Linked DNA regions of Macaca mulatta: region 2 is linked to region 1. The links are chromatin contacts, called in public Hi-C maps. All regions are on one chromosome and are shown on one strand. The core of a region is the stretch at or near the end of the contact, and the rest is flanking DNA. Distances in the headings are between cores, read along the strand shown.

What was found. A called contact is a pair of places that touch in the nucleus more often than the background predicts.
Region 2: a contact with region 1 is called in a Hi-C map of liver, with 2.6 times the contacts expected there. The contact joins the promoter of ATG14 here to the promoter of FBXO34 in region 1. A contact is called at or near these places in 2 of 14 Hi-C or Micro-C datasets (fetal cortex germinal zone and liver).

Annotation. Positions count from the first base shown.
Region 1 is chr7:128,398,220-128,404,771 of T2T-MMU8v2.0, forward strand. FBXO34 (F-box protein 34) reads left to right here and starts at 3,035. Exons shown (of 2, transcript NM_001266246.1): 1 at 3,035-3,115.
Region 2 is chr7:128,540,719-128,547,270 of T2T-MMU8v2.0, forward strand. ATG14 (autophagy related 14) reads right to left here and starts at 3,948. Exons shown (of 10, transcript XM_001088634.5): 1 at 3,721-3,948. The coding sequence starts at 3,941. TBPL2 (TATA-box binding protein like 2) reads right to left here. Exons shown (of 7, transcript XM_001088740.5): 7 at 6,460-6,536. The coding sequence ends at 6,460.

The DNA of each region.
Region 1 (6,552 bases), core at 1,785-4,284:
ACAATGATGTGCTATTCATATGGAAACCACTGTCATTTCAGTTCAATGATATCTGCATTATGCTTTGTAGTTTCAATGTCTTTGACCCATTTGAAACTCCTAATAACAATATAGTGACATGGTCAGGGCTCTGGAATCTTTGCTAAGTTTGACTCCATACCCTGGGCCAAACAGCTTAATGCTTTAAGCCCCACTCTCCTCTTCTGAAATAACAATAGTCCTTACCTCACAGAGGTGTTTTTCTGATTAAATGAAACAAAGTATGCAAAGTACTTAGAACAATGTCCGGATGATGCATCATAAATGTAATAACATCATAAATGTAATGTTGGATACTAACACACTGCAGTAAAGACATATATATATATATATGCATATATATGTGCATTATATATATATTTTGAGACAGGGTCTCCTTCTGTTGCCCAGGGTGGAGTGCAGTGGTGTGATCTCCGCTAACTGTAGCCTCAAGCCCCTGGGCCTGGCCAATACCATTATAAAACAGACATCATACTCATCTACTGTCATGAGAAAAGTGTACATCACTAATATGGTTGTAATTATTCATTAAACATTTAAGCAATGTTAAGTGCAATACTCTTTAGTGAATACTAGGATATAATCTTTCCCCTAGCAATTTAGAATCTAGCAGGGGCTATTAAATACACATATGGAAGATGTGTGTGGAGTAATATAAGGGCCATAAAGGAAGAGAAAAAATTAGAGGAATCAACTTTTTGATTCCTCTGATCAACAGGAATCAAGTTTGTTTGTTTGTTTTTTAGATGGAGTCTCACCCTTGTCGCCCAGGTGGGAGTGCAGTGGTGTGGTCTCAGCTCACTGCAACCTCCGCCTCCCAGGTTCAAGCAATTCTGCCTCAGCCTCCCAAGTAGCTGGGACTACAGGCGTGCACTACCACGCTGGGCTAACTTTTGTATTTTTAGTAGAGATAAGGTTTCACCATGTTGGCAAGGCTGGTCTTGATCTCCTCACCTCAAGTGATCTGCCTGCCTCGGCCTCCCAAAGTGCTGGGATTACAGGCGTGAGCCACCATGCCCAGACGGAATCAAGAGGTTTTAAGAAGGACAGTGTTTAAGATGAATCTGAAAGGATAGATTGAAGTTTTACAATTTTGAGCTAACTATGACATAAGGAACCTTCAAATGATAATGATATATTGAGCTAATATTGATCATATATTAAATCAGACATACAGTTTGATGCCAAGGTATACCATATAACACCCCTCCTTAATTTTTTTTTTCTTTTTGAGATGTGAGCCACCGTGCCTGGCCTTCCCCTCTCCAATTTTTATTAAAAATATGTGTATAGATAAAGGTCTAGATGGAGATATTAAGTGGTTATTTCTTGGTGGTGAGATTATGGGAAATATTTATATTTATTTTGCTTTTATGTTTTAATATTTAAGATTTTACACATATATTTTACAAGAGTAGTTTTATAATTGGACAAAAGCACTTTTGTTAAGGACTGGCTAAAATCAAAGTTGCTGGTTTAAGTGTAACTTGGTACAACTTTTAAAAAATAATTTGGCAGTTTGTATTAGTAACTGTGAAAGTGTTGATAGTCTTTTTCACCTAGTAATTTCACTTTTGGGTGTCTTTAAAAATCTACATTCATGAAGATGTTCTATGATTTCTTTATAATGGCAAAAAGTGAAGGAAACAATTTATGTCCAAAACTAGAGAATTAATGCAGTAAATTTTATGTCCACTTAATGTATTTTTATGCAGCTGTTAAACTGGTTATGAAGCTTATGTAGAAATATGAGAAATGCTTATAAAAGTGAAAAGAGGATGCAATATCGCATACAACTACTATTACACAGTGTAGTAAAATATATGTGATGGGGCAAAAGGTCTAAAAGAAAATACATTGTCCTCATGTTTTTCAATGTGGTTAATATTACTTTCACAATGAAAACAATAATAAGTTTAAAGGTTGGGGATCAAAAGTTCCTCACTGACCCTCTGATTTGAATGTAAAGTATTAAAAATTTATGTCCATCATTGGCCGGGCGCGGTGGCTCAAGCCTGTAATCCCAGCACTTTGGGAGGCCGAGACGGGTGGATCACGAGGTCAGCAGATCGAGACCATCCTGGCTAACACGGTGAAACCCCGTCTCTACTAAAAAGCAGATCGAGACCATCCTGGCTAACACGGTGAAACCCCGTCTCTACTAAAAAATACAAAAAAAAAAAAAAAAAAAAAAAAAAACTAGCCAGGCGAAGTGGCGGGCGCCTGTAGTCCCAGCTACTCGGGAGGCTGAGACAGGAGAATGGCTAAACCCGGGAGGCGGAGCTTGCAGTAAGCTGAGATCCGGCCACTGCACTCCAGCCTGGGTGACAGAGCGAGACTCCGTCTCAAAAAAAAAAAAAAAAAAAAAAATTTATGTCCATCATTAACCAGTCCTTAAGCTTCTACAGACTTTAACAGTTTGGTGTCAACCTCAACGTTTATCTACTTTCTGACAGGTATCCCTGCCATGATTTGCATGGGAAAGAGAGTCAGAAGGGACCCTTCCAATTTCGTCATTTCACAAATTGAAACTTGAACCCCAGCCTTCCAAGCTAGCAGCAGAACCAAGATGGGGATCCAGGTCTACTAGGTTATCTAATAGTATCTGAGACCATTTATAGCTTCAGGTCTACCCACGAATATTCATAAACTTGACATGTCTGCTGACTGAACCCTGGCATCACTACCCTTCTGGCTGGCCTGGGGGGTTTGATTCCCCACAGTAGTGCTCAAACTTATTTTCTACCACTTGGGGGCCGCAGACGCGTCATCCAGGAGGTCTCCCTTTTCACTTTCCCCCTTCCCGCCCCCAGTGGCCGGCAGGGGGCGCCGTGACACCCTGGTTCCGTGGCCCCTCCCCCGGCCAACCGTCGATTGGGCCGGCGCGTGACGTCACTCCGTTTTAGCCAAACAAATGGGTTTCGGGGCGAGCGTTGGGCGCCGCCGCGCCGTGCTGGGTGCTCGGTCCGCCTCAGCGGTGGGGAGCGAGCCAGGCCTCCCGCCACCGCTGCCGCCGCCGCCACTGCATCGGGCTGGTGCAGCCCCGGTCCAGGCCGTGGCCGGGGCAGGAGCGCAGGTGAGTCCGGGCCGGGGTGGGGCGTGGCGCAAGGGCCGCGCGGCTGGGGTTCGGCGGCGGCCACCGTGGCCGCTCCCCGCCCCCTCCCGCCGCCTGCCTGCGCTCCCGGGGCGCCGGGCGGGTGGGGGCGGGGGCGCCGCCCGCGGGTCCGGGGCAGGGACCCGGCTGCCTGCGCCTCCTCCGGGGCGGCCCTCCCCGCGCGCACGCACGGCCCGGGCGCTGAGCGCCCCCGCGGGCCACGGAGGGTCGGGCGGGTAGGGAGCGGGGTCCCGGGTCCCGGCTGAAGCCGAGGAGATCACAGATAGGCCGTGAGCGGGTACCGGACCGGCGCTCCCACCTACGGGACCCCGGGCGGTGAGGAAGTCAGCCTTTGGACTTGGGTCGCCTCGCCCCTGTCGCGCTCGGCCACTCTGCCCTTCCCTGCCCCAGCACAGGTGAGCTGGCGCTTGTCCTTAACCTTCCTCGGCGACGAGGCGGGACGGAGGCTCGGACGCCTCCCCAGCCTCTGGGCTGGCGCAAGCCGACTGCGATTCGTCCCCAGTCCGCGGTGAAGTCATAGAGCTGTGGGTCCGCATGTCTGTGACGTCAGTAGATGGGTCCTGGGATGTCACCGCAGGCCCGGGCGGGGACCTGGGCTCGCGGAAGGGCCGGGGGGACCCGCAGGGGAGAAAAAGGAAGTTGTGTTCCACGAACGCCTGGAATCGCAGTGAATTTGAATCGAAAGTTGTTCGATATCAGCATTTTGCAGTTTTAATGTAATAGTTGTCAATTTCTTTAACTTCTTGTCCAGCAAGCGTTTCGAGTACAGCTTAGTATAAGACATTTGATTTAGAAAAATTTAAGTCAAGGTAGGAGATTTTTTGGAGGGTGTAATGTAAAAAGCCTTTTAGGAAGCTAAATTCATAGTTTGATGGTTTGTGATCAGAATTACTGAAAAAAAGAGAACCACTTCTAGTGCTGATAAATCAGTTTGCTTTACTTTTGTTTTTTTTTTTTTTAAACTGGACATCTATCTGCTTGTTAGCATTTTTTGTTAGCAAATGGCTAGGAGGAGGGAGAGTGGATCTTACATGATTTTTTTCTTTTTTTTCTGTTGTAAAGGGAGGGAGGAGTTTGAATTAATCCAACATTTGTCTTAAATAATAATTACCTGAGGAATTAATTTATCCAGGTTGTCCCTATCCTACCCTGTGCTACCATGCTACCACCCCTTGCTACCATGGTTTAGAAGTCAGCAACAAACCTTTTTCTTGCTTTCTTACTAAGACCCGGCTGTAACTTAATATAATAACATATTCCAGGACCGCTTGTCTGGATAGTTAACTAACATTTTGTCTTTAGTGCTTTTAAATATGAAATTACAGAATTAAAAAAAATGATTTGTCAATGAATGCTGTTTTTCTTCCAAAGCTTTCAAAAGAGATCTAAACTGGAAGAGAAGCTAGTCACTTGTCGTAGTAACTGACCCTCTTCAGGTATTCCAGCATATCAGTACTTTTCATTTCCTCCTCTTTGTAGAATAATGTAAATGGAATCTAGTTCAAAAGGTAGATGGCTTAAAATTGAAGCATAGGTACAATTGGTGTCTTTAGCAGGAAGCTTGAGTAGAAGTCCTTAGTCCTTCCTCACTGACCTTGACTTGTAATGGTAGGGTTTTTTTTTTTTTCTCTCTCTCTCTCTCTCAATACTTCCTGCTCCCCATTTGTCTTTTAAAGGTGATTGATAACATATTGTCTCTCTGGGTTTTACATCAACATGCAGGTGGAAGTTATGCCCATTTTCAGGCAGGAAATAAAAGCAAAAATTCACCCCTGTTAGGTACTGTTGGATTTGACTGGAAGTTCACAAAACAAGGCTTTTCTGTACATCTTATTTTGATCCTCACCACAACCTTGGGAATTTGACAGCATTGTGTGCACTACTGAAAGTTGTTCTGTTTTTTTCTTCCTTCTTTTAAGAAATTAGGAATTTTATGCTGACAGTGTTGAGTGAAGTCCCTAAAGATACAATTCTGTGTACAAATTATTTTTTGTATATACAAACTTTGTATACAAAATTTTGTATAAAAGATACAAATTTGAGCCTTTGGATAACCAGAGACTTGAGAGGCACCTGAATTAATATGAAACTGCTGATATTGAGAGTTAGTCAACCTTCTCTTGAAGATGAAAGAGTCTTGGCAAGATACTATGTAATGCAACTGAAGGGGGTCCAAAATGGAACTTGCATGTGTTTTTCCCAAGTGGTAGCCATTCTGGGGCCGGCTACATGGCTCTCTGTAAGTTAGGTGTACTCGTTTGTTTGTTTGTTTTTTTGAAACGGAGTCTTGCTCTGTCGCCCAGGCTGGAGTGCAGTGGCACGATCTCGGCTCACTGCAACCTCTGCCTCCCGGGTTCAGGCGATTCTCCTGGCTCAGCCTCCCGAGTAGCTGGGACTATAGGCGCGTGCCACCATTTCCAGCTAATTTTTGTATTTAGTTTTACTGTGTTGGCCAGGCTGGTTGTGAACTCCTGACCTCATGATCCGCACACCTCAGCCTCCCAAAGTGCTGGGATTACAGGTGTGAGCCACTGTTCCCGGCCAGGTGTACTAGTATTAATGGGAAAGGATGAAAGTCAGACTAAACCAGAAAGACCTACAGCTGATAAGGAGACACCTGCTCTTTGGCAGTGCTTTTTTCCCCTCTGTTTTGCTTAGCAATTGCGAAGTTTTACTTTTTCCTCATGGAAAATGAGTTAATAGGTGAAGAATACATGTCGTAGGGCATACTGATGTGACTGAGGAACAATGACAGATATTTAAAAAGTCAGCTAGTGAGTGTTGTTGTGCAGTTATCTAACAAGCCATAACTCGTGTGAAACATTTTTACAGTCTGTTTCTATTTTTGGCAGGATATTTTTCACCCGTGCTTTCCAGTTTTGGGTCTGGGAAGCAGCTTTTACTTCATATAGATGGTTTTATGGAAATTAATTTTGAGATTGGTTTATTATTTTAAGTCATCCACTTATGTAATTTGAAGGCACTAAATTAAACAGTCATTTGTTATGTGGCATCTTTCTGATGGATAAAAGCAAGTGTCAAGAATGAGAGTACTGTATTGTAGAAATTCCTCAGGATATGTTTATTGGATCAATTATTTTATTAACATTTAGGATTTAAATTCTTACAAAATTTTTACTTTATTTTTTAAACTTAATTTATGTTTAGCTTAATTTGACAGTTTTTATATTCTAGTAAATTTTAATCTTGTTTTAGTATTTGTTTGGGAGAGAACGTACTTATCTTTAGAGACATCATTTAGTTTTATCATCCAAAATTTGCAGCTGTTTAGAACCAGATACTTGAGGGAAGCTACTATGGTATGATGAATGCCTTCCTTGTTAGGTCATGTGTGACAAAGGCAAAATTCAGCAAGTGCATAATCTGCAGTCCTTTGG
Region 2 (6,552 bases), core at 2,698-5,197, 140 kb after region 1:
CTTGCTCAGGGCCAGGCATGGTGGCTCATGCCTGTAATCCCAGCACATGGGGAGGCCAGGGCTGGCGGATGGCTTGAGCTCTGGAGTCCAAGATCGGCCTGGGCAACACGGCAAAACCCTGTCTCCACAAAAAATACAAAAAAACTAGTTAGGTGTGTTGATGCACGCCTGTAGTCCCAGACACCAGGGAGGCTGACACAGGAGAATCCCTTGAGCCCAGGGAAGTCAAAGCTGCAGTGAGCTGTGATCTTGCCACTGCACTGCCTGGGTGACAGGGTGAGACCCTGCCCCCTCCCTCGTCAAAAAAACTTCCTCAAACTCACATAGCAGCCGGGCTCATATCTGTAATCCTAACACTTTGGGAGGCTGAGAAAGGAGGATGGCTCAGCCCACAAGTTCGAGATCGACCTGGACAACACAGGGAGACCTTGTCTCTACAAAAAATTTAAAAATTAGCCAGGTGTGGTGGTGCATGCCTGTAGTCCCACCTACTCAAAAGGTTAAGATGGGAGGACTGCTTGAGCCCAGGAGTTTGAGGCTGCAGTATGCCATGATTGTGCCAGTGCACTCCAGCCTGGGTGACAGAGCAAGACCCTGTCTCAAAAAAAAAAAAAAAGAAAGAAAGAAATCACATAGCAAGTGGTGGAGCTTGGACTCAATTCAAGGGAGCATGAGTCCAAAGCCCACATTTTAAACTCAACCTCAGAGTCTAAGTTACAGAGGCAAACAGTAGCCAAATCACAGGAGGCTTCATATGCCATAATAAGGAGCTTGGATTTTATTTTAAATGCAATGGGAGCCAATGAGAGGTTTAAGCAAAATAGTGACATCTTATTTACATTTCTATTGTGGCTTATTTACATTTCTATTGTGTTTGGAGACCAGAGGCAAGGTAGGGAAGAGTTGTCTGAGTAAAAGAAGGGAGATCACTAAGTAGTCAGGAGAGAAAAGATGGTGGTCTGAACTAAAAGTTAGATAGATTCAAGACATATTTTGACATCAAAATGAATTAGACTTGCTGATTATTTGGATGCAGAGAGTAAGAGAAAAAGAAAAGTCTAGGATAACTCCCAGGTTTCTGACTTTAGTAACAAATAGATCATGATGAATAATACTGAAATGGTCTAGAAACTGAGTTTGGGAAAGAGCGCCAGAGTCAGTTCAATCATTCCATAAATCTTTATTGAGCTTCTACTATGTGAGAATACAACAGTGTATAAAAGAGAAAAACTCTTACCCTCATAGAGTTTATATCACTGGGTGGGGGGCAGTTAGGCAAATTAACATGCACAACCATCAGATGATGATAAGTGTTATAGAAAAGAAAAGATAATAAAGCTGGTTAAATAGGCAAGAGGTTAGCATTTTAATAGAAGGATCAGAAAGATACTCTCTAAGGTATGAGCAAGCACCAAAAAAAAAAAAAAAAAAGGAGGCAACCCTGAGGATTTCTGATAGAGAAAGAGTTCCTGGCTGTCTAAATACCACTGCAAAGGTCCTGAGGAAGGAGTGTTCTTGGTATGTCTGAGGACAGACAAGAAGGCCACAGTGGCACAGCAGATTAGTTAAGAGAGAAAATACGGCCGGGCGCGGTGGCTCAAGCCTGTAATCCCAGCACTTTGGGAGGCCGAGGCGGGTGGATCACGAGGTCAGGAGATCGAGACTATCCTGGCTAACATGGTGAAACCCCGTCTCTACTAAAAATACAAAAAACTAGCCGGGCGTGGTGGCGGGCGCCTGTAGTCTCAGCTACTTGGGAGGCTGAGGCGGGAGAATGGCGTGAACCCGGGAGGCGGAGCTTGCAGTGAGCCGAGATCACGCCACTGCACTCCAGCCTGGGAGACACAGTGAGACTCCGTCTCAAAAAAAAAAAAAAAAAAAAAAAGAGAGAGAGAAAATAATAGGAGATTAAATCAGAGGAACAGATAATATAGAACTTTGGTTAAAGACTCCAGTTTTTACTTTGGGTAAAGCGAAAAACCACTGGAAGATCTGAACAGAAATGGAGGAGTAGCATAACACTGGCTGCAACATGGAAATTGCATAAAAGGGGAGCAAGGATGGAAACAGAGACATAACAGGAAATAACCTTTTGTCTCTGGTAGATCGTACCAGGTGATGGTGTAAGGGTCAGATTTAAGATAAGTTGTGAAGAGTAGATGGGATTTGTTGATGGGACTAAATAGAGTCGGGTTAAGAGAGAAGTCAAGGAGAACTGAAAGGTTTTCTGGCCTGAACCAAACGAACAATGAGATTGACATTTACTGGGTTGGGATGAGCATGGGAAAAGAGATTTATGATGGAAAATGAGTTCAGTTTGCCATATTAAAATGAAGATATCTATTACAAATCTAAATATTGATGTTGACTAGGCAGCTGTTTTCTGGACTTCAGAGAAGTCTAGGTTGCAGATGCAAGTCTGGCAGTCTTAAGCACATAGATGATATTTAAATTATGTGAACAGATATAGTAAAACGTGTAGACAGACAAGAAGGTCCAGAACTAAATCCTCAATTAATCCATCAGTTAGACATTTCCATCTCATATCCAGTATTTTTATAACTGGTTTAATTTTTAAAGCTATCACTTACTACATTAAGCAGTTTCTAAAGTCATCAAGAGCACCAATGAGACACAGCAACAAACTAAAAAAGAGTTTGTCATTCAAATCTCCTCAAAAGAGAACTCCATCCACGATCACAGAAATACTAAGAACTCAAAACATTCCCAAATATAGAGGATATAGTACCTAGTGGTTAAATGCGGGTACATAGGTCCAAGCTGTCTGAATTTTAATTCTTGTTCCTACACTCATTTGTGTGACCTAGGGCAAAGCACTTACTATGCAGCTTCCTAGTAAGGTGGGGGTAAGTTATTGGGTTGCTGCTAATGAATTAATACCTGAATTTTTGTGCTCAGAATGCTAGCTATCTTACTATCATTGACACTAAGTTGTTGAAACAGAAGTTGAGAGTGGGAGACCCTGCAGCTAATCACGCTAATTTTTCAATTTTCTTAACCAAGAACTTGTAGCTCTCTGTTTAGATTTCCAAATGGAACCAAAACATGTTCCTAAAAGCAATTCTCTTAGCTAAAAGCATGCAGCTCTCAATCTGAATTTTAAAACAAGGCCAAAACACTTTCACAAATTCCTAAGAATCCAAAATAATCTTTAGAGGCAGGGAGGGGAAAGGGGAGTTAACAGCAAGCCCCAATTCACACATTAGAGTAAGTATGTCTGATAACAAAGTCCATCTGTGACAGACTACCAGGCCCAAATACCTCTAAAGCAGTTATTTGATTCTCTTCTACTCTCTTCTCTAGAGAATGAGTATAAATGTGCTTTAAAAAATAGAAAGCCAAGCTTTTGAATGGGAGCACATACAGCAAAGAGCTGGGAATCCAAGTCAATGGCAGCTACAGGGGAAAACTTCTCCAGAGAGTCACCACTTACTCCTTTTTTCCCCAGTGGCCAAGAGCACCGTGGGGTCAAACTCCTCTTGGGTGGGTGATGGGGAAACGGCGACCTTCCCTCATCTGGCCCCTACGCTGTCCTCCGGTAGCAAAGCTCCGGTGCAGAGCAGTTAGCTACACTCCCTCTCTCTCCCTCCTCTCGCCGGGATCTCGTGCCCGGACGGGGAGCCCCAGGTTCCAGCCTTTGGCCGCCTGGCTGGAGGAGACACAGCAGAAGAAACAATAGGGCCGTGGCGGCCGCCGTACCTCTCCCTGTCGCGGCCGTCGAAGTAGACGAAATCGCCGCTCTGAACGCATTTGGCGCAGGTCAGCCGCCGGCGGGTAGTGTTGCACAGCGGACAGCGCTCCACAGCCACGTACAGCCCCTCCGCGTCGTCCACAGAGTCCACCAGGTCCCGGGCGAGCGGCCGGGGCCCGCACCCAGGAGCCTCCGGCGCCCGGGGTCCCTTCCCACTGGGAGACGCCATGATGGCCTGAGAGGAGAGCCAGTCACGTGGGATTTTGTTTTCAACCGGGTGCATTCTGGGCCAGGAGGAGGGGCCTGGGGGAGGCGGGCTGGGATCCCGGCGACCCCCCGGACCCCTCTCCCCGCGCGGGTGCTTGTCCCAGGCGCTGTTGTTTTTCCGGTCTGCTGAGGGGCAACAGGTCCCGAAGCAAGGGGAGAGTTATATTAGAGGGGCTAGTCTGCCAAACAAAATGTCATCATCTGCTGGCTCAGGCCAAGACTATGAGTTACAGCCTCAAACTTGTGCAGAAAATTGTAATACCATACCCTAAGGATTCTGGGTAAACGGAATGGGAGCGGAATAAGGGAATTTAACTTGCTGTGGATGCTTTAAAATCTGGCTAAAACTACAGCAAACAAAGTAGGGTGAAGGGGCTGGGTCTTGGAACTAGGTTGAATTTTGGCTCACTTACCTACTTAATAGCTGTGTGACTTGGGGCAAGTTCCTTAATCTTTGCGCCTGTTTTCTCGTGTTAAATGGAATTATAGTACCTATCTAATGCAGAGGATTAATATGGTTAATAGTATTATACTTTACCAATAGTGAAAACAACCAAAGTGAACGTGCAAAATCAGAATTGTATCTTTCTGAAAAGTTAATCACGTGGCTAACGTACCTTCCCTATCCTGGGGCATGCTCTAAGAGAATTTGAACTAGGTAGGTGGTTAGGACTTCCCTTCAAGTTTCTTTTGGGGGATAGGGGATATATAAGATGATGTGTTGGGAGGATCATATCAGAGTAATTAGTGTTTGAATATGCCTCTAAACTACAGAGAAGAGTGGGTTTATAGGTCAGATTAAATAGACCAGTGATTTTCAAGGATTTTACTAGGCTATCCACTGATAAACTGCCCTGAATTCTCTCTAGCCAGGATTCCTTTCTCAAGTTCCATACCCAAAGATCCAGAACTGCTTACTAGGTATCAAGTGACATTCCAGGACACCACAAACTCAGATTGTTGGAAACTGACCTCTACCTCCCTACAAACCTGTTTTCTTACTTTGGTGAAGGACGTAATCACTGATGATTTACAGCTAAGAGCCATGATTCATATCAGCCCGTCCCTCCCTGTTAAATCTCCACATCACCGTCAAATGCTGGGGATTCTACAAGCTAATTCGGTCTTGAATCTGAGCCCTTTGCCCCTCCGTCTTCTTAATCTTACCCAGTCTTTTTAAATACAAATCACGTAGGATTACAAAATCAAGCAAAAGCAAAAATTCTCTAATTTTCAGAATGGAGTTTACACTAAACTTGAATGGTTCCTGAAAACTTAAGATTTATTTTTAAGTGAGAAGTCTTTCTCTCTGATCATTTCAAACGAAAGGATTATTTTTAAGGTCTCAGGCTTATGTTTAATTTGTATTCAGACAGGATCCTTCACAGTGCTTAGTACCTAATGATCAGGATCAACTGTTCAATATTTTAAAAGGCAAAAAATACACATTAATTCCTATCCTGGTAGATGATATCACAGTATTTAGCTTATGCAGTTATTTGAAACTCCTATATATGGCTATGTATTTTCAGAGAACGCGTATTAATGTATTACTTAACAGCGGAGTACTGAGGTTTTTGGATACAAAATGTAGTTTAAATATTTCAAGGGAGGGGGGCGCCACACTTCTCAATGAAGAGAAACATTTGTACAGTTCAGAATTTTTTTTGACACCTATTACGCCATGAACTCATAGGGAATAGGTTCCAGCATCCCAGGCTCCTCTCCATTGGTTCTCACAAAGTTCTTCTCTGGGTGGAGCAGGCTGGCACTTCAGTTGAACTCAGACACCTCTCCCCACACCTCTCCCTTTGACGTCTTTTTCCGATCATTTACCTTCACGCATTTCAGGAAACTTACTTGGCTCTTAGAGTGCTTCGTATGCTCAGTAGACACATTCATTCTCTTGGCAAAAATCTTGCCCTTGTTTACAACAATGCCAACAGCATGCTGGGTAACACTGTAGACTCTTCCAGCTTTGCTGTGGTAACATTTGCGAGGCACTCCTTTCTTGGAAAGCACCCATTCCCTTGATGTCTACATTATCACCTTTTTCGTAGATTCGCGTGTATGTGGCCAAAGGAACAATTTCATATTTTCTAAAAGGCCTAGAGAACATGTATCAGGTGCCTCACCTCTTTCCCTTTGTGTTCGTTATTTATGGCAAATTACTGGAAGATGGCCCTTCCGGCTAAAAGGAAACGCGTTGAGTCTTAATGATGCTACAATATCATTCTAGTGAGACCCTAAATCTCTCAAATTTTGAAATGTTTACTTGCTCAGTTTTTAAAATAACACAGGAGTCATTTTGAATACAAATTTTTCTTCGTTTCTTAGACAGGTTTACTTACACAGAATCACCCTTTAATAAGTAATGTACTTGGAACATCTACAATTAAAGGTAGAATAATCCAGCTGTTTCTGTGCTGGGCTTATGGACATATTCAGACCAGAATAATGTGAGATGTTGAATGATATGCTCAGGCTTTTTTAAAACCTTTTAGAATAGGATAGATGTTTTCAAATGCTTCATAGATCTCAGAGCGTTCTTTGGCACCTATAAAGAAATCCAG